Regions from separate parts of the Mus musculus genome. Here regions 1, 2, 3 and 5 are each linked to region 4. The links are chromatin contacts, called in public Hi-C, HiChIP or PLAC-seq, Micro-C and promoter capture Hi-C maps. All regions are on one chromosome and are shown on one strand. The core of a region is the stretch at or near the end of the contact, and the rest is flanking DNA. Distances in the headings are between cores, read along the strand shown.

What was found. Promoter capture Hi-C pulls out the DNA fragments that hold promoters and counts their contacts. A called contact is a pair of places that touch in the nucleus more often than the background predicts. HiChIP or PLAC-seq counts read pairs in DNA pulled down with a chosen protein or histone mark.
Region 1: a contact with region 4 is called in an H3K4me3 HiChIP or PLAC-seq map of bone marrow-derived macrophages, with 4 times the contacts expected there. The contact joins the enhancer-like site here to the promoter of Cacul1 in region 4. A contact is called at or near these places in 5 of 39 promoter capture datasets (embryonic stem cells, liver, pre-B cells and 1 more), 2 of 484 Hi-C or Micro-C datasets (CD4 T cells and erythroblasts) and 2 of 115 datasets of contacts at active chromatin or transcription factors (bone marrow-derived macrophages and large pre-B cells).
Region 2: a Hi-C map of natural killer cells shows a contact between it and region 4, with 31 times the contacts expected there. The contact joins the promoter of Csf2ra here to the promoter of Cacul1 in region 4. A contact is called at or near these places in 5 of 39 promoter capture datasets (embryonic stem cells, liver, pre-B cells and 1 more), 13 of 484 Hi-C or Micro-C datasets (CD4 T cells, Sertoli cells, Th1 cells and 8 more), 9 of 115 datasets of contacts at active chromatin or transcription factors (bone marrow-derived macrophages, cardiomyocytes, embryonic stem cells and 4 more) and 1 of 9 other capture datasets (pancreatic islet).
Region 3: a Micro-C map of trophoblast stem cells shows a contact between it and region 4, with 5 times the contacts expected there. The contact joins the enhancer-like site here to the promoter of Cacul1 in region 4. A contact is called at or near these places in 5 of 484 Hi-C or Micro-C datasets (embryonic stem cells, palatal mesenchyme and trophoblast stem cells) and 2 of 115 datasets of contacts at active chromatin or transcription factors (embryonic stem cells and large pre-B cells).
Region 5: a contact with region 4 is called in a promoter capture Hi-C map of neutrophils, with 2.7 times the contacts expected there. The contact joins the promoter of Zfp950 here to the promoter of Cacul1 in region 4. A contact is called at or near these places in 2 of 39 promoter capture datasets (embryonic stem cells and neutrophils), 1 of 484 Hi-C or Micro-C datasets (CD4 T cells), 3 of 115 datasets of contacts at active chromatin or transcription factors (embryonic stem cells, epiblast stem cells and large pre-B cells) and 1 of 9 other capture datasets (adipose tissue).

What each region holds. Positions count from the first base shown.
Region 1 is chr19:61,243,656-61,246,355 of GRCm38.p6, reverse strand. No RefSeq gene overlaps it. Among named protein-coding and RNA genes, the nearest start is that of Csf2ra, 17 kb to the right of the region's middle. Within about 2 kb of position 1,430, at least 87 of the 459 cell types and tissues checked have an H3K27ac peak or open chromatin away from gene starts, as enhancers often do. A contact at or near this core is called in bone marrow-derived macrophages, erythroblasts and pre-B cells, where this site is marked.
Region 2 is chr19:61,227,085-61,229,784 of GRCm38.p6, reverse strand. Csf2ra (colony stimulating factor 2 receptor, alpha, low-affinity (granulocyte-macrophage)) reads left to right here and starts at 1,367. Exons shown (of 12, transcript NM_009970.2): 1 at 1,367-1,446; 2 at 2,420-2,513; 3 at 2,601-2,700. The coding sequence starts at 2,420.
Region 3 is chr19:61,264,416-61,267,115 of GRCm38.p6, reverse strand. No RefSeq gene overlaps it. Among named protein-coding and RNA genes, the nearest start is that of Csf2ra, 37 kb to the right of the region's middle. Within about 2 kb of position 1,310, at least 152 of the 459 cell types and tissues checked have an H3K27ac peak or open chromatin away from gene starts, as enhancers often do. A contact at or near this core is called in trophoblast stem cells, where this site is marked.
Region 4 is chr19:60,579,709-60,582,408 of GRCm38.p6, reverse strand. It overlaps Cacul1 (CDK2 associated, cullin domain 1), which reads left to right and starts at 1,386. Exons shown (of 9, transcript NM_030197.2): 1 at 1,386-2,081. The coding sequence starts at 1,691.
Region 5 is chr19:61,139,479-61,142,178 of GRCm38.p6, reverse strand. Zfp950 (zinc finger protein 950) reads left to right here and starts at 1,339. Exons shown (of 3, transcript NM_001001737.2): 1 at 1,339-1,474. The coding sequence starts at 1,472.

The DNA.
Region 1 (2,700 bases), core at 181-2,680, 660 kb before region 4:
GGGCCAGGAGAATGAATGAAAATCTTCAGCTTGTGGGGATAATGGAGTAAGGGGCATCTTAAATCTTGCCAGAGATCATGAAGGGGTGAGGCTCCCAGAAATAAATTGTGGTGAACTTCACTGTGACTTATAGCTTTGGGAATATGGAACTGCAGAGGCCACCTCCTATAGCTGGAAAGAAACCCCATTGGAGTGATAGGGACATCAACACACCCTCAAAACTTTGCACACAAAATTTACTTTGTCCACAAGAAATACATGCATGGGCAATGGACCAGAAACTGAGGGAATGGCCATCCAATAACCAGCCCAACTTGAGACCCATCTTATGGGCAAACACCAATTCCTGACACTATTTTTAAAAGATTTATTTATTGATTTATTGATTGCATATGAGCACACTGTAGATGTACAGATGGTTGTGAACCATCATGTGGTTGATGGGAATTGAACTCTGGCTCTGCTCACTCCAGCCCTGCTCGCTCCAGCCCAAAGATTTATTTATTGAATCTAATTACACTGTATCTGTCTTAATACACACCAAAAGAGGGTGCCAGATCTCATTATGGTTGGTTGTGAGCCATCATGTGGTTGCTGGGATTTGAACTCAGGATATTTGGAAGAGCAGTCAGTGCTCTTAACTGCTCAGTCATCTCTCCAGCCCAATCCCTGACACTACTAATGATGCTTCATTATACCTGCAGACAGGAGTCTAACATAACTGTACTTCAAGAGGCTCCATCTAGCAGCTGACAAAAACTGATGCAGAGACTCACAGCTAAACATTGGATGGAGCTTCAGGACTATTGTGGAAGAGTTGGGAGAAAAATTGAGGGCCTTGATAGAGATAGAAAGTCCACAGACAGACCAGCAGTGTCAACTAACTTGGACTCTTGGGGACTGTCAGAGATGGAACCATCAACCAAAGAGCACTCACAGACTAGACTTAGGCCTCCTGCACATATGTAGCAGATGTGCAACTTGGCATGTGCACTTCCCAACAACTGGAACAGAGATTATCTCTAACCCTTTTGCATGTCTGGGGACTACGCTTCCCGAACTGCATTGAGTTGATGTGCCAGGGTCAGGGGGCCGCCATCTTATCAATGGAGAAGTGGAGATAAGGGGGAGGACTGTGTGAGAGGGCTCAGGGGAGGGGAGAGCAAGTTGGGATGTAAAGTGAATTTAAAAAGTACTCCATTCACCAGAGTGTCAGATTCCCATGCCATCCTGAAACAAAGGACACTAATATCATCCTACTTCAAGGGATAGAGTGAGGAGATTATGGCCTGTTTGAGGTTGAACAGTATTAAGTGTTACCCTCCCATTTTAAATGGAGGCCAATGACATTCCTCCAGGGAGCATGAGTGCCTGGAACATTGAGATAGAATCTGCAGTGTCAGATGAGGAACTTTGTTCAGAATAGAAACGTTGAGAAAGAAGAAGTGGTGAGTTTTAGATGCAGACAGTTAAGTGGGAGGGGCTGACTCTTCTAGCAATGAGGAAGTAAGAAAATGAAATAGCAAGCAATGAATGAAACACATTGGGAGAGGCCTAAGCTTCCTTCAATGCAGCAAATATGTCTTGGGAACATTTCTCCAACCTCCTTCTCGGGGGACCTTCTGTCTTGTAATGGTCCTGTTCACTTTTTAGTCAATCCAGGAAAAGTATGGTTCTCTGTAGGTCTTATTTCCCCACTCTTACTTCTGACATTAACTTCTAAGACTTTTGTCCTAACGTGTTCCTATTGCTGTCCCCTGGCAGCTGTGCTCTCTGGAAAGTTGGCTCTTCGACCTCTTGAACTACATACAGGTTTCTCAGTGTACACCAGGTTTCCAGTTTTTGTGAGCTGTCAACTATTCTGAGTTTGAATGTGTTGAGGCAGCTCTCATTAGGTGTTTTTTGTTCCTGAAAACAACTGCTAATCCCCATTTCTCTAAATAATGCCACAAAACTCCATGCTTCACCTATTTGATTGTTGGTGTTATTCTTACTTTGCTCTGTCATCAGCTTCATGCCTAGCATGAATAGATGATTGTTCACAACTACCCATAAATGGTTCTATATAAAGGCTTGACTTACTATTTGTGTGCTGAACTCTGAATTTCCTTAGTGGCTGTGTATAAAGGATGGAAATTGAAAGCCACCCCTAAAGCAAGGATATCACATATAAACTAATATCACCTTCCTAAGTTACTAATGTAGCTCCCTGGGATCCAGATGCATTCTGACTGGAGTATGTTGGTACCAAACTCATTGACCACAGTGCAGTTTTCCCTTTCTGTACCTTTCAGCACCTCTAACATTCTGTGACACAGCAAACATCATCTTCACCAGTGAATAAGCATGTTGCTTGCGGCTAAACTTATCTCGTCCAAAATTAATAACTAAGTTAATCAGGTTTTATTTGTACTGACACAGAATCAAGTATTAAATTATAAAATCAGAAAGTGAACTGATAGATATAGAAGGGGGAAATACAGCTTGAGATTGATATTTTGTTGTTGTTGTTGTTAATTAGTTGATGTTGAAATGGAGATCATATCTTGGATTATCAGCATGGGCTACTATCTGCTATCCTTCCAGGGATGGATACAGCATGAGTTTCAAGCTGAAACAGATACTTAGATGGGAGAATATGTCTATTTGTAAAAGTGGGAGTTAGTCTATTTTAGTTTTACTGTGAACATCAGAGAATAA
Region 2 (2,700 bases), core at 118-2,617, 650 kb before region 4:
GAGAAGGTAGAAGAGAGAGGAGAGGGGGGAGGGAGGAAAGGCTAGAGAGAAAGAGAAAGAAGGAGAGAGGAGAGGAAAGAAGAAGACAAAGAGAAAGGGAAGAGGAGAGAAGTGAGAGAAGTGAGAGGTGAGAGGACAAAGGAGTAAGAGAGCGAGGTGGGGGCTAAGCACCCCTTTTTATGGTCTTCCCTGTTGCTAGGTAACTGGGGAGGAGTTTAGCCTGAAGGTCAGATTGACCATGCTTCTCTTGGGGCTGTGGGAGGTGGTAAGGAGCATGAGGGAATGCCTACCGTGTCATGAGGGTGAATTATGACTATCGGGGTTCAGACCTCAGATCGACTGGAGACCAGCCTGCAATTCCCCACAATACCATGTAGGTTTTTAAAACTAATAAAATTTATCTTAAAACATACAACTCAGTATTGATATTTTTAAAGTCATTAAAATAATTCATAATAGTTTAAATGCCTCTTAAATGTACATGACATCTTCGGAAGCAGACATTAATACACACTCTACCAGTTTTTAAAATCTGTTTGGAACATTAAACACGACAGAAAATCTCTCATGAGTCCTCTGTGGACAGAAATTGTGACGAGTTCCTGATTTTACAGAAACGTCCATCTCCGCGCAGTGTGTGTGTGTGTGTGGCTTCACAGAATGAGCTGGGTGGAAGCATCCACCAGGCCCGCCTGACCCTGGGCTGTCTTGGGTGGGAGACTTCACAGCTGTCTCTGGGTTCTGGGTCCTGGGACCGTTAGGTGGCTTCCGTGATTTTAACTGTGGTGCCTGTGCTGTGTAGAAAATTGTCCGTTTCATCCAGATTTGGTTTTCCCCAATTTGGAAATTAACGATGACGCAAGGAGATGTGAACCTAAGGATCACCTGTTGAACCTAACCCTTATCAATATGATCAACAGGATCAAGACTTTGCATGTCAGAGTCTTCCCACTGTGTAAGCGCGTGCTCACATGTGTGGTCACACTGTGTGCATCAGGGTAAGACTGTCGGTGATGTCACACTGTGCTGAGTGGTCACACTGTGTCCACAAGGGGTCAGATGCAGTGACTGACGTCACACCGTGTGTAGCCAGGCTGTGTGCGTGGCAGTGTGACGCGCCCGAACAGCCACACAGTAGGCTCACGTCCCGGTGTGCTGCCCCACTGCACGAGGTTGCATGGCGTCACACAGCGGGCCAACCGCCTGGCGCGTATACTTACTGTGCGCATTTGACATCATGCTGCCTGCACGGGACACTCGGACCCCGCCCCCGGTGACGTCACCGGGCCCCACCCAGCCACCCACCCCTGCCTGCCTTGTTCCTTCCCCTCTAGGTTTCCCAACCTGCAGATGAGGAAGAGGAAGCGGGAGACAGACGGACAGACGGACGGACACAGACGCTGCGCCCAGGCCTCACCATCCATCGCAGGAAGCCCCCTGTCTCAGGTCAGAGCCCCTCCACCCCTTTCCACCTCACCCTGCCTGACATGACGTCACCCAGAAGCCCCTCCCACCTGGCCCTACTGTGTGCCCAGCACACCCTGGGGTTTAGAAAACGATGGGGCTAGGGGACGGAGAGACCGGAAGGGGGGGGCAGTGGGACATGCAGACCTACTGTGTGTGCCCTGGGTCTCGGGTACAAGGTCCCCACCACCCGTGGGTCTGAGCCCTGGGGATGGTTTGGGGTGGGGTCAGAGGTAACAGAGGCCAAGGGGGGCTTAGAAGCCGGAGTTGGGGGGCGTGGCCTCCGCCTGCCAATCCCCCGCAACCTCTGACCTCTGTGTAGTACTGGGGTCAGGAGATGTGGTTCACCTCCAGGAGTCAGGGGTCTGGAGATGGTGGAGTTGAGGCAGGGGGATGGCTTCAAGTGCGTTTCCTCCAAAGCCCGGGGCGGGGGTGGGGGGTGGGGGAAGCGGGGAGTTGCGGATCGCCCCTAAGCCCGACTGCGGAGACCCCGCGGACGCCGCCCCCGCCCTCCCCACTCCCCGCGAGCGAGCGTCCTTGGCCCGACAGGAAGTGGGGACTGGAGAAAAGGAAGTGGCTGCAGCTGAGCTTGGAGCACGGCGGGGTTGGGGAAAGGCGGGTCCAGGCGGCGGTGGAGCGTGAGGGGGAAAGGGTCTGACCTACACACAGTCAGGCCACAGGCAGGCAGGGCGACCCCCGATCCCCTCGACCGCCTCCCCACCGCGCGGACAAAGCGGGTCCACATATAAGCAAAGATTCACGGGGAATCAATAGGATAACGTCACCAAGAGAGGAGCTGAGACAGGGGCATGGCTCAGATGGCAGAGCCCAGCCTCTGTACCCACCACAAATCATGCTGTAGTGAGTGGGTGGGACGGGGCCAGAGAATGCCCCGCCCACCCTAGTGCGCCAGACAGGATAACACCTCGGCTCTGCCCACTCATCTGACTGACAGATGACGTCATCACATGCCATGAACATCACCCCCCTGGCTCAGCTCGCCCTGCTCTTCTCCACGCTACTGCTTCCGGGAACTCAGGCCCTTCTGGGTTAGTGACGCTAGGTGGGCGGGGTCGGAAGTCACGGTGGGCGGGGCCGCGTCCAACAGAGCCACCTCACCCTCCTCCCCCTTCCAGCTCCGACCACACCGGACGCCGGCTCCGCCCTCAACCTGACCTTCGACCCCTGGACTCGGACGCTGACCTGGGCCTGCGACACCGCCGCGGGGAACGTCAC
Region 3 (2,700 bases), core at 61-2,560, 680 kb before region 4:
CAAACCCCAAGCGGTAGTGTTTTTAAAATGAGACCTAAATGGAGTGGAACTGAGATCGCGAGCCACCCTCCTCTTCCACCGTGCTTAGATGCTCCCTTCCCCTTACTGTAGCCCCTTCCCCTAATTGTGCCTGTTCCCTTGCCCCGCTGACCGATTCGCTAGCCACGTACTTTGACTTAGAGAGTGATTTCGCCTGTTTTCACAGCTCCCTGTCATACATTCGTTTTTGGGTGTCTGAGTCCAGCCCGCGTTCGCTATGTTCGGGTGGGACGATGGGGACCGTTTGTGCCACTCGGGAGAAGTGGTGAGTGGGTACGCTGCTCCATCATGCGTGCGTGAGTGTCGTCCCCCACCCCTTCCCCTTCCCCGCCCCCCCCCCACCCCCCCAAGCTAGGGAGGACCGTCGGGAGAGACGGAATAAGTGAGTGAATGTGGCGGCGCGTGAGCGATCTGTATTGGTTTGTTTAGTTGATCCAGACCGTTGTTGACGGGCGACACCTAGTGTTGACAAGTTTCCGCAACGCTCCTGCCTTCTCCGGTTGGTGACACAGGACAGGGAAGTGCCTGCGATGAGGCGGCCAGGGTCGGGCAAGCAGGCGGGTGCATCTCGGAGATAGAGAGTCTCTACCAAGGAGGTTGTACCGGGAGATCTACAGGGCAGGGGTTGTTGCTGTACGCCCTATTAGGAAAAATGGTAGGGTTGGTGGCAGCTTGATCAGGTCGACCAGAAGGCTCAAGTCTTGCCCCTGCCCCAGAGATTTCTTTTTTCCTTCTCCCCTAGCACCCTTTCTCCAGGAGTCAGTGAGCTCTGGATTTCTGAGGCTGAAAGGGTGCTATGGCCCCGACTTGATAGATGACATGGAAAGAAAGAAACCAAACACAAGCCCACTAGATGACAAGTGACAGCAATCACAGCTGAAATATAACACACACACATACAAATTCTGTCATAAAATCCAACGTGCCTTCATGATCAAAGTTTGATAGTCAATAGTACTAGAAGAAAAATATGTCTGTAAAATAAAAGCCAGAACCTTTTCTGCTTTGTCTTATTTTGCTTCAAAGTAGGGTTTCTCTTGGTGTACCTCAGCAGCCCTGCCTGGAATTTGCTCTGTAGGCTTGGGTAGCCTCAAACTTACAGAGGTCCTCTCTGCCTGCCTGCCTCTGCTACCCATGCAGCTGGGCAGAAGCTACAATCTTTTTTCTTTTCATTTATTGGTTATTATTATTATTAGTTTTCAATGTATGTATTTGTGTGCTCTATCTGCTGCCTATATGCCTGCATGCCAGAAGAGGGCACCAGAACCTAGGAGAACCCACCATGCAGGTCCTGAGAATTAAAAGAAGAAAAAAGAAAATTCTTATCACATAGAGGGTAAATATCTGGCCGGCTCTTGTAGTGCTGTTTAAGGCTTACTGTAAATAATAAAAATTGTGTGTCTTTTATCCAAAAACAGAATGAACGTGTTGTGCCTGTGTGTCTGTTTCTACTTCCTTGTTCTGTCACTCAGTTGCACATTGACCTCACCAAGATGGAAGACCACATGTGGATGGCAGCCATCTTGTCCACTGACAGACCTCATCAAGATGGAGGTGGCTGGCCATCATGTGACCTACTGTTCCAGGTTGCTTTTGTTTCCAGGCTGCCTTTACCAGCCTCTAGGTGGCCCAGTTTGCATGTGCAAAGCTCATGACAAGGAAGCTCCCAAAAACAGCCAGAACCCTAGACCATCCACAGACAGCCTCATGGTTTTTTCTCCTGCTTTTGTATAATACGTTAAAATGCCAGACCCTGAATCAGTCATTCTAAATTCTTTTGGTTAATTTTAATTAAAATGCATAATAAAAGATAAATATAATCAGTCATCCTGGAACTCCTTTGATGTAACTCAGTCTGTAGACTAAGCTAGCTGCAAAATTACAGTGATCCACCACCTCCCTCTGCTACCACCACTGCCTGGTAAAAGCTAGAATCATAGAAAGAAAGGGGAAAGAAAAAAAAGATAAGAATCTTAGCTGGTCATAGTGGTGTACAACTTTCATGCCAGCATTTGAAAAGCAGAAGCAGGCTCTTACAGGTTACAGTCTGGTCTACAAAGTGGGATCCAAGACAGCCAGGACTGCTTACACTAAGAAACCCTGTATGAAAAAAATAAAAATAAAATTTAAAAAGAAAAGAAAAGAGAGAGAGAGAAGAAAAGAAAAGAAAAAAGAAAGAAGATAGAAAAGAAAGAGAAACAGGAAGACTTAGGAGATAGTTTTAGTTGATTCGTGATATCATTTCTCTTCATAGGCAGGCAGGCAGCCATACTTGTTTGGTTTGGTTTGGTTTGGTTTGGTTTGGTTTGGTTTGGTTTGGTTTGGTTTGGTTTTCAGGAAGTGTAGCCTAGGTCATATACAAGCACAGGCACAAGAAATAAATAAGGATCTCTGAAACACAATTCTGGGGGGGGGGGTGCTAGCTTGGCCATGGAGACACACACACACTAATAAAATCAGGTCGTCAGGCATCTTGGCTAGCAGGTGTGTGTGTGTGTGTGTGTGTGTGTGTGTGTGTGTGTGTGTGTGTGTGTCCATCTGTCCCTCTGTCTGTCTGTCTGTCCCTCTGTCTGACTGTCTGTGCAGAACTGCATATGTCCCAGTACTTATCAGTCAGGGCCACAATTCAGGTTCCAGAGCTGAACTGTGACCTAGAGTGAA
Region 4 (2,700 bases), core at 137-2,636:
GTTTCTGTGATGGCTATTTCTGGTTTGTCAATTTGACTACACCTGGAATGAACTACAATCCAGAAATGGAGGGAACACCTGCAATCCCGATCTTGAAGCTGGAAGACACCCAGGTCTTGACATGGGATGACACACACTTTTGATCTAGAACTTGAGGCACAGTGCCCAGGAAAAGCTTAGGCCCAGACAAGATGGTATACACATTTAATCCCAGGAGACAGAGGCAAGCATATCTCTGAGTTCAAGCCCAGCCTGAGACAGAGCAAGTTCCATTAAACAAAAGCTTAGGTCCAGGCATGGTGGTACACATCTTTAATCTGGGCCGCACCTTCTGCTGGAGGTCTACATAAGGACAATGGAAAAAGCATTCATTCTTTGCCTGCTTGCACTTGCCAACACATCTGTTGGAACCTATTTCTTCAGGATTCTAGTTTATACAGAAGACCAGCTGACTTAGCCTGGTGGGATTGAGCAACTACTTAGATTCTTAGAGCTCCCCATCACAGCTGGCCATTGCTAAGTTAGCTGGACTGCAGACTGTCATTCATCCCAATAATTTCTCTTAATACATAGAGACATTCCATAAGTTCTGTGACTCTAGAGAACCCTAATAGTTTCTAACTGCACAGTGGTCAGAGAATGTGGTTATGTCAGTCCTCAGACATGCAGAGACACTTGCTTAGAGACACAGTATGTTTATCTTTTGTAAATGTTTCACATACTCTGGGAAGGAATGTATATTGTGCAATTTCTGAATCAATATTCTGTCCTTCTTAGTTTGGGATACCTAGGGCTAAAAAACGGCACACACCAACAGTCTACCCTTTGGAGTCTGTACCCAGGGCCTACTGCCACACTGTCCTTTCATTCCCCAAGCAAAGGCTCAGGCTGCGAGGTCAAGGTCTGGGTGGCAAAAAGCCTGTGTCGGTGGGGGACCCTCACTATGGAAAGGTTAGCCAGCATGGGGTATGAAGGGACACTCAGAAGGCTGAGGAAAGAGGACTGCTTGGAGTTAGTTGGAGCCCAGTTTGGAGTACAAAAAGAAAAAAGAAAAGACGAAAAGACTAAAAAAGAAAAGGGAAGGGGGCTGTTAAACATAAGAGCGTTGGTGCGCCGTTTTTGGGTCCACTCTCGGGCACACCCAGACTAGTTGTGGCAACAAGTTAGAGAATGCGCGTGCGCAGACCAAAGTCCTTTATCACGTAATGTCGGCCGGGGGCGGGGCCAGCGAATCCGGGTCTGGACACCTGGTCTAAACTGATGGGGAGGGGGGAGTGGGGAGGGGAGGGAGAGGGAATCGCGCCGCTGGGTGCATTCGCCTTGAGGTGACTCATAGCTCCCGCCCCCTTTTCGCCCAGCTTTCTCCAGGCCGTCCCTCGCATCACGTGCCTTCCTGGCCGCTCCCCCAGAGCCCTTTCCAAAGGCCAGAAGAAACTGCTGTAAAATGTCGTGAGGGACGTCAGCCCTTTGCGGCTGCCTCTCAGAACCAGACCCCGGGAGTGCCCACCTCAGTCAGCGGTTCCTCCGGCGGAGTCGTCTTGACGGAGGGCGAAAGCGCTCGGTGCGCCACTGGATTTTCCGCCGCACCCGCGAGGGCTCCGGGCGATGTGAACTCGAGGCGGCTTCTGCGCTCCCAGGCCCGGGGGCTGAGGTGGGCGGGCAGGTGCCTGGGAAGCCGCGGCCCGGCGGGATGGAGGAGAGCATGGAGGAGGAGGAAATGCTCACCTACGAGGCAATGATGGACGACCAGAATCACAACAACTGGGAGGCCGCCGCGGACAGTTTCCGCCAGCCTCCGCCGGCCCCGCCGCTGCCCCCGCCGCCGCCGCCGCGGCCCTCGTCGTCCATCCCGGATCCAGGCCGAGAACTCCCGGGGGGACAGCTGCTGGCTGTGCACGCGGGCTCCATGGAGAGGAAGGGTCCTAAGGAAGGGCTCCCGATGGGGCCTCCGCCCTTGCCGGAACCAAACGGGGTGATCATGATGTTGAAGAGCTGCGACGCAGCCGCCGCGGTGGCCAAGACGGCCCCTGCCCCCACCTCCAGCTCCACTATCAACATCAACACCTCCACCTCCAAGTTCCGTGAGTCTGTCCCTCCTCCACGACCCCACCCCCACCCCCCAGCCAGGCTTCTCCACACCAGCTCGTGGAATCCCCCCGCCCTGAGAGTAACTCCACTTCCTTTGTTCCAGGCTTAGTTCTCTTTCCTTCTCTTAACCCTCCCACCCTGATTCGGTGTCTGCGGCCAGTATCCGGCCAGCCAGCCAGTGTTGCCTGTTACACCTGCGCAGCCTCAGCTTATGCTTTAGAAAAGATCTTTAATACTCCTGATCATCTCTCAACATTAGTAAGCTCTTCTCTAGGGTGTCCCCTTCAAAGTTTCACCTTACAGAGCGAGAGGGAAAAGTAAGGCGGTCTTGAATTTCGTTAGAGGCCTTTCGTCTTTTTTTTTCAACCAGAGAGCAAAGAAATGTGTTCTTGTATTCTTTGCCGCTGTACTTTTAGCAAATCGGGCTTCTGAACGTTGGTCTCTAGCAACTCTTTGTTCTCTGTGAGTTTTTGCATCCTGTCAGGGAATTCTTAGTTACTTCTACTATGTAGTGGGAACTGCTACAAGTCTTTGAAGTTGATGTGTAAAATCACGTTCCAGAGAAGCGGTTCAGCAAGTGACTGTAACCAGGATCCTACCGCAGGTTGAACT
Region 5 (2,700 bases), core at 90-2,589, 560 kb before region 4:
ATAAAAAATTATCAAACCTATTCTCAAAGCTATTTTGTGTCTTATAATGGACTTAGTGCAGTTCTTTTTGTTCAGAAACACTGTACCCCTGAACTTTTTTTTTTTTTTAAACTGCACTAAAACTTTGCCATTGGTAAGCCACTGAGCTGATGTGCAGCAGGGCAGGGTAGAATATGATAGGGGTGAAAGGAATTTCCCCACTGCCCTCTGAAGGTTTGCTGGAATACAATGTCTAGGATAAATTAAATGGGAGAAAAGTGTGTGAATGCGTTATTGTCCTTAAGTACAGCCCAACGTGATTCAGAAAGTTTTTGGCCCCACTCTTTCTAGGAGAATTGAAGTACAGGAAATGTCAGAAAACAACATGCTGGGTTTTTCTCTTCTTCTTGTTGAGCTTTTTTATTTTGTTTTTATTATCAACCTTATACAAGTGGAGCTCATCTTCAAAGAGGACTTCTTTCCCACCCAAACCACCCCATGCAAAAGCAAGAGGTTTATTTTCCAGAGCATTGAGACGAGTTAATAAGAAGGCGACCCCAAATGGCCATTACAGTTTTTATACTTTTTAGGAGCACAGGTTACACCAGCAAGATTATACCTCAACCTTATTGGCTAAGCATATTGACCTTTAAACCTATTGGCTAGCAAGCATGACAGGTATTTGAACTCTACCTGGGACTTTCCCGAGGGTCAGGTAACTATCAGTCAGTTTTTTTCCACCTTCCCAAGGAGGAAGATGTGCTGGCTAACAATAGTGCTCCATAGTGTTTGTCATCTATTTCTTGCTTTTGTCCCCCAGCGTTGTCTCATACTTACCAGGTGAAAAATAGCTGCTGCAGTTTACCTAAACATCTTATTATCTTATTTCCTAAAATCTCTCTTTAATTGTTAATACCCTGGGCATCCTTCCACTTGAGGACCAGATTGAAAACTCTACTGCAAGTTGAGTAATGGGCTATGTAAAGGCTATTCCAGGAGGAAGAAGGAAGTGCCTCCGGAGTACTGAGGGGAGTTCAAGCAAGGGCTGAAGTGGCAAGGTAGTGAGTGCAGGATCTATTGCCACAAAGGGAGGAGCAGGTGGCTGAGCAGCGGAAACTGGAGTGGTGGTTCCTCCCGCGGGGCTGGGTGGGAAGACAGACAGGTAGGATATTGGAGGACAGGCACAAGTGCTACTGAAATGTACATCTCTGCACATCTGGAAAACCTTTTGCCCTGGACTGGAAGCCTGAACCGGGAACTTCTAAGTTGTGTACGTCAGCACGCTCTTACCCTAAGGGAGGTGCTCAAGTCACACAAGACTCACTGGCCAATCAGAGGCTTCAGATGGACCTGCCAGTCAGAAAAGGAGGAGGATTCATCCGGGTGTCGAGCAGCAAGTTCCGCTCTGAGACTGAGCAGTCTTGAAGGTTTCTGTGTGATGTACTCTGAACTCTGCTACTGGGTACTGTGAGGGACGCTCTGAAGTCGCGACATGGTGAGCACAGGGTCACTGCCCACAATGGGGAAGAGCAGGCTGCTGAGCCTCGGGAGCTGTTGTGGTGGGTCTTCCCTGGGGCTAGGTGGGAAGTGTCAGCCAGATGCGGCTACCTGTCAGGTCCCTTGTGGTCATAGTCATTCCCTGGATCCGGCGGTAGCCACTGAATAACTTCACTATGGGAGCTGTGACTGGGCAAAACTTTTAGAGTTGGGACTTGTGTGTAGAAACATCCTTGGCAGGATGCCAAACTCGGAGAGCCCTAGTTTCCCTTTTGTCTTCTACATTTAATATTTAGATGTAAGATCCATTTGGACTTAAGTTTGTGGAGGTTGTAAAAGGCATCTCATGCATTGGGTAGCAATCCAATATTAAGCTGAGATGTAGAAGAGTAGAATTGATGATGTAAAGGATCTACCAATGCTTAGGAGATAGTAGAATTTACTTCAGGGAGAACTGCTATAAACACTCCACAGATAAGTAGTGTGCTAACCAGACCTGTTAGAGATTAGGATACTAGGATACACATGTTTATTCACGAAGATTATCCAGAAATTTGGCTCTAGACCATAGCAAAGAAGACACCTCTTATTTACAACTAGCCACTAAGCCCATCCTCATATAAAAGAGCAGGCCTTTAGCAAACTGCTCAAGGAGGCATTACATGGTCACAACCAACATTAAAGCCTGGTGTGCCATAAAGACCCAGTTTTCTTCTTGAGAAAACCATAGTTCTGCCACACAGGCAAGACTACACCAGGTGACAACCATTTGAAAACAAAAAACATTGTTGTGTCAAGGGCTAGCTTAATCAAGCAAGGCTTTCCATGAGGCCCTCAGATATGGAGAAGGAAACCCAGGAACATGCTTTTCAGAGCCAGTAGCAGACTGAGGCCTGGACCTGGAGAGTTTTTCCTAAGGACCTGATGAATTGAGAATAAAATAGAGCTCCTCTAAAGCAAGGGATATGCTTGTGAGAACTGTTAGTGGTCTGGGGCTCTGGGAGGGGTTGCTTCACATCCTGAACCAACTCTTCCTACCACATGGGACTGTGGCTATCAGTCCTAAATCCACTGTCAGTAATGTTCTTGAGATACCCTGTGTCCTGCTTTGGACCGCTGTTTATTAGACACCTTCTGAGTTTGTCCCATTGTATGATAGTTGCTGCTGATTTCATAGAAGTCTACCATTTTTTTCCATTTCCCTTGTTAGTAGTATACAAGATG